Linked DNA regions of Pan troglodytes: region 1 is linked to region 2. The links are chromatin contacts, called in public Hi-C maps. All regions are on one chromosome and are shown on one strand. Each heading gives the region's core, a stretch centred on a gene start, on an enhancer-like site or on the middle of the called end of the contact. The rest is flanking DNA. Distances are from core to core; before and after follow the strand shown. Region 1 overlaps MAP4K3 (mitogen-activated protein kinase kinase kinase kinase 3). Region 2 overlaps LOC129135347.

The links. Hi-C and Micro-C count contacts between places; a contact is called where the count stands out from the background.
Region 1: a contact with region 2 is called in a Hi-C map of blood, with 3 times the contacts expected there. The contact joins two enhancer-like sites. A contact is called at or near these places in 2 of 7 Hi-C or Micro-C datasets (blood and stem cell-derived neural progenitor cells).

Annotation. Positions count from the first base shown.
Region 1 is chr12:83,398,527-83,401,364 of NHGRI_mPanTro3-v2.0_pri, reverse strand. The region is part of intron 1 of MAP4K3 (mitogen-activated protein kinase kinase kinase kinase 3); the gene reads right to left. Among named protein-coding and RNA genes, the nearest start is that of MAP4K3, 57 kb to the right of the region's middle. Within about 2 kb of position 1,419, at least 6 of the 24 cell types and tissues checked have an H3K27ac peak or open chromatin away from gene starts, as enhancers often do.
Region 2 is chr12:83,264,598-83,267,538 of NHGRI_mPanTro3-v2.0_pri, reverse strand. All of the region lies in intron 2 of LOC129135347, which reads left to right. Among named protein-coding and RNA genes, the nearest start is that of MAP4K3, 77 kb to the left of the region's middle. Within about 2 kb of position 1,343, at least 11 of the 24 cell types and tissues checked have an H3K27ac peak or open chromatin away from gene starts, as enhancers often do.

The DNA.
Region 1 (2,838 bases), core at 170-2,669, 130 kb before region 2:
TCATTTTGCAAGTGAGGAAACTAAAGGACATAGAACTCAAAAGAACTTAACAAGGTCATACAGCCAGTGAGTCGACAGTGCTGGGATTCAAACCTAGGCAGTCTAACTCCACAGTCTGAGCCTTTAAGTATTACACTGTATTGCTATTCATTCAAAGGCTAGTTGAACTAATTAACTAGCCTTATATTTTTTCATTTAAAAGCTTTAGGATATGAAAGGCTAACACAATTGTGTATATAATTATGAAAACAGGCCCCCTGCATCCTTTTAAACACACCTGATGGTACAGTCAAATACATGTAGTTCAATGCAAAACCTATTTTTGTAAGCCACATATTAAAAATCACTTTAAAAAATCAAATTATAGATTCCTGGCATTTACAACTGTATAATTATGTATATAAGTACACATAATTATATTATGTGTATTTATGTGTACATATAACAATATATATTATATATAATACACATATAGATAAGAAGAAACTATATTAAAATGGCAGTAAGTCTTTGTCAATTTAAAATATTTTATAATTGGATCAGAACTTTCAATTTGATATTTTAAACTGTTAACTACAAATAATTTTCATACCACCAATGAAGAACAATACATGCCATTCCCTGATCACAGAAAGATCCATTCATGTGACCAGATTTATTCCTAGTTGCAACACTCTCTTATTAATGGATTGGTGAAAATCAGTGAATCACCTGGCAAGAGATGGTAACACCATTAACAGTGGAATTCTTCTAAGAATACTAGGGCACTAAAAATACCAGCCAAAGATCTAAGATATGAGACACCGCCATTGCTGAAAATATAAAATTTAACCATTTAACTCTAAGAAGAACAAAGATATTAAGAGATCTCATATAAATTAATAAAATTTGCAGGGAAAATTCATTTAAAAATTGTTCCTTCAAACAAAATCCCCATAACTAATAAACACTCAAGGCAGTACAAAAGAGATTTGAAGACTTATTTCAAATTAAACTTAATTTCCATAAAATGGGATAGATGTTTCAAATAGACAGTGCTGGATACTAGCTCCTTTCTCTAGGAAGAAAACATATATAAATGATGAAATAGAAATAAAACCAGAATATCATTCTGGCAGCATTCTGTAAAGGAGGTAGAGAGTATCTGAAAAATATTCAGGTATAATAGTCATAAAGCTTTTCAAGCACCATCACAACTACTTGCCTCTCCTCACACTTTGATATCTTTTCTCTGGTAGGATTCTCCTTTAGCATCTCCTCCAAATAAGACAACTGCCACCATTTAAAAATCATGCTATGGTTTTTTACTTACTGAGAAGAAATTCAGAGTATGGGTGATTCTACTATGGAAGAGCAGACAAATGTGAACTCAGAAAGCTAGGATGATTATAGCTGAGATTTTTGTTACCAATGACCACAGGAGGGCACACTCTCTATTTACAAGTTACACAGTGTTTGTCCAAAATGGTTGCTGTACACAATGTACTCTTCTAAAAATAGATTTACTAACACCAGCATATATTTAACAGAAAAATTATGACACTAACTACTGATGAGTGGTTTACCAAGGTCAATATTTCCTATAGGGTTGACTTATGAATACAATTATTTCAAGTGGTACATCAGTCTAGAATTTCCTAAAGGCTAACAGTTTTTAAATTACAGTTTTTTAGGGTTAATTGAAAAAAACATAGAGCTAAAATGATTACTGTTCTTTTGCTTTCTATGATGTTAGAAATATCTTCCAATATGTAATTTATTTGGCAGTATTAAGATATTTCACAAAAAGGGGAAACAGACAATTGAAAGTCCTTAAGAAACTTCACTTCTAAGCCTTTCCTTAGTAAAATCCATGTTTATTAATAAAGGGTCTTTAAAGCTTTATGATTCACCAAGAATCTTGGTCTTCTGCCTAAAATAAGTCATATTTTGCTATCTCTAAATTGACTGTAGTCAAGGTTACACACAAAGGTAAATTTAAAAGTCAGTATTATCTCTAACATTCTGCAACTGCTATTCTTTTTTTCAATCACCTTGAGCAGTTTATTTTTTAAAAAGGAGAGCAAGATAGAAATTATAAAATATTAGCACGTATAAAGTTAAAAATTTTGAATTCAGAATATGTAACATAAAATGTTCATACTTGTGAAGGGCAGAAAACAGGATAAAATATTCTAAGCAGCTAGATCTAGTCTGCTGCAACACTGATCTGACCACCATTCTTCAAATGCTCCCACAATGATGTTCTCATCATGCTGTTCTTGACTTATAACTCTGCAAGGCTACACATCATTGCTTTAAAGACAAAAATCCAAATTCCCTGTCAGAGTATTTAAAGCTTTCACTAAATACAGCACTTTTTATAACAGCTTTATTGGGATAGAATCCACATACCATGAAGTACACCCTTTCATGGTGTATGATTCAGTTGTGTTTAGTATATTCAGAGTTATGTAACTGTACTAACTAATTTTAGAACACTTTCATCACCTCAAAAAGAAACCCCAGACCCATTCGCAGTCACTCCATATTCCTCTGACTCTCAATCCCTGGCAACCACTAATCTACTTTCCATCTCTATGGATTTGACTATTATAAATATTTCATGTAAATGGGATCAAATAACACATGGTCCTTTGTGACTCTGGTTTCTTGCACTTGGTGTAATGCTTTCAGACTCATCCATGTCTCAAACTCATTTATGTGTTACTGCCAAATAGTATTCCATTGTATGGAAATACCATATTTGGGTTGTTTCTACTTTTTAGCTGTTATGAATAATGGTGCTATAAACATCAGTGTACACATTTTTGTGTGGACCTGTTTTCAATTTTCCAT
Region 2 (2,941 bases), core at 94-2,593:
CGTCCTCCAACCCTCCACAGACAGTTGCATTCTATGATGCCTCTGGTGATTTGGAAGGCGGCCGAGCTAGGCACCAAAATAGGAGCGCCTGAGGCGAGAGATTCTTCCAAGGTTCTTGGTTGTCAGAAAGATGAACATCACCACATGGTTCTAAAAGAAGAGATGAAAGGGATTAACATTGTAAGCAGTTGTGAGATTAGACTCTCCAAGTCACTAGGCTCCAGATGAAGCAGGAGGCATAGCAGGGAAAATCCTGTGCTGGTATCGGTAAAATTATGAGCAAGGTTTTAGAGGATTCATCAGAGGAAGGCTAAGTTGAATGGGCACTAATGAGCTGATGACTCAAATCTAGGAAGGAATAAGATCATAACAACCAAAGCTCTGCATGAAGGTGGGTGCTGTATAATTATCACATCTACTAGAGACAGGCACTGGTCCCCAAGATGAGACTGGCTGGCCCCTCACCCAGTGAACAAGTTATCAAATACTTAACTAAAATAAGAACTGTGAATATGCCCAGAAGGATTCTTTGCGCATGTACTTAAATATGTTACTCTCCCTATCTTTTATTAAGGCCCTTGTTTGGAGAAGGGACTGAACTAGATGTGGGCATGTCTTAAAAATGCTTACGAATCTTGAGCCTGGTATAACGTAAACACTCAGAAAACACTTTATTGTTTACAATATAGTAGGACTCATCCCGTCGTGGGGAGCTATGGCAGTGGCCTTGAAAAGAGTGGGTATTAGTACACAAATGTTCAGAATGTCCCACATTGCTACATAGTGCCCAGTTCATGGATGAGCTGCCACTCTGCTGGGACAGGCTTCATCTGTTTATTTCAAATGTATAAATGTTGGGTGTTCTCTTGGCCTTAAAAGGGGTTAGACGTAGCACAGGGCATTTATATTGTCATGAAATCAGTCTGAGAGTGTTGGATGGGGGCATTAATATATGAAATCAGGGAAATAGCTTTTCCCTCATCCTCTTCACCTCCAAGAATATCTTTCTGAGATATTCTCTATTGTTCTGCCCAGTGCAGTTAGGTCTTACTTAGTTTGCCTTGTAAGTTCATTTCAGATTTTAAGCGCTCTCCCCATAGGAAGTTTTTCCTGCTGTTCTGCCTGAGTTGCCTTCTGCTTAGTTTTAGTCCATTATGTCTGTAAAGAGAGGGAGGGTTTTATGGGGCAAAAGGCCCAATCATCGTGGGAAGAATGAATCATTCCAAGAACAGTGAGATGGGCTGGAAGGAGAAGGCAGCGAAGGGGCAGGAAGTTGTGGGTGGAATGGGTTACTGAGAACAGCACCAAAACAGTCTGTCTTCTCTCTCCATTACTCCCACTAGGGGGTGCCCAGCATCCCAGAATAATCACTATTATTAGGAAGTTGAAGTTTGATGTGTCATCTCCTAATAGAAGGGCACTGGTTTCTCCCCCAGGGTTTTCTATATCTCTGCCCTGAGTTGAGAAGAGATCTCTGTGTGTGTATGTGTATGTGTATGTGTATTGTGTGTGCATATTTGTTTGTGTGTATGTGCTTGTGTATGTGTGGGTTAGAATCAGTAAGTGCACAAATGCCTCTTAAGCATTCATTTAAAGATTCTCAATTCATGGAAATCCTTAGGGATACACTGAGTTTTCCAGGACCCAGCTGACTTGATCTTGAAGTCAGTGGCTGGAGTAGTTGTGGGCCAGAAACATCCTCCTCAGCCCAGGAGAAGTGGCAGCTGATGTATTTTAATTACTGGGAGTCAAGAAGTTGTAGGGATAAGAAATGAGTGCAGCTGAGCGATCAGCTGGAGGTCAGGGATGGAGGAAAGACAGAGGGTGTGTGAGATTCTGAAGTAGAGTGGTGAACAGGTGTGGGATGGATGTCAGGGTGAGATGAGGGTATCTGGAGGGTTTCCAAACAGCCAGGCCTTCAGGATGGCCATAGCAAAACTTCCAGTTCTGAATGGTTTTGTGGAAAGAACATGGAACCTGGATCTTGGAAGACATGAACTGAAATTTCAGTTCAAGCATTCTATAGCCATGAGACCTGGGGGAATTGGGGCAAGTTATTTCACATCTTTGATCTTCAATTCTCTCATCTTCAAAAGGAGACTAATGATACTAGGGTTAAGTGAGAATTTAAAAAATAATGCATATAATGCACTACATAAATAGAATCTTCTTCCTTTCCCTTTCTCCTACTTGGAAATGGCTGAGAGCAAAGATGCAGTTCTTGCATCCCATGACCACAGAGTTCTAGGACTGCAGCCCTGGGCAAGAGGTTCCACCTTGGCTGCTGGAGTTTTCTGCAATGAAGAACTTCAGTGAGTGTTCAGGGCATGCCTGCAGAACCCTGGTCCTTCTGTTTGGACCAGTGCTCCAAATCTGTAGGCCTTTGGGCCATAATTTAGAAGCTATTTCTAAATTTTTGAAGGTCCTCTGCTAGTCCTGAGGCCTTTAGTCTCAGAGAATTAAATTGTCTTACCCAGGGTCGGTCATACAGACTGCCAAAGCCTGGCCTGGAATCCAGGTGCAATGTTCATCTGTGTTACCAGTTCCTCCATGCTAACCTGACAATGACTCACAATTCCTTATAGCACAGTGTTCCAAAGTCTGAGCCACAGACCACCTGTACTAGTAGCAGCCGGTGGGCTTGATAAAAATGCAGATTCCTGGCTCCCTGCCAGTCCCGTGCAATCAGATTCTGTAAAGTTTAAAAGTAATGATTTATAAATTTCCCGGACCCGGGTTATACTATTATATGGAAACATAATGTCTGAATCTGACAGAGCGCTTTTTCATGGAGGAAAGTTGGGACTCTTGGGCAGACTTCCGGTTGCTTTCGTACTCTGCAGGTGTTCCTGACCCTGGTATGTATACAGCCATCTCCGCCGTACCTACTTACTTCCTTCCCCCAGAACTTCCTAAAGTGGTTAGGAACAATTGTTGTGAA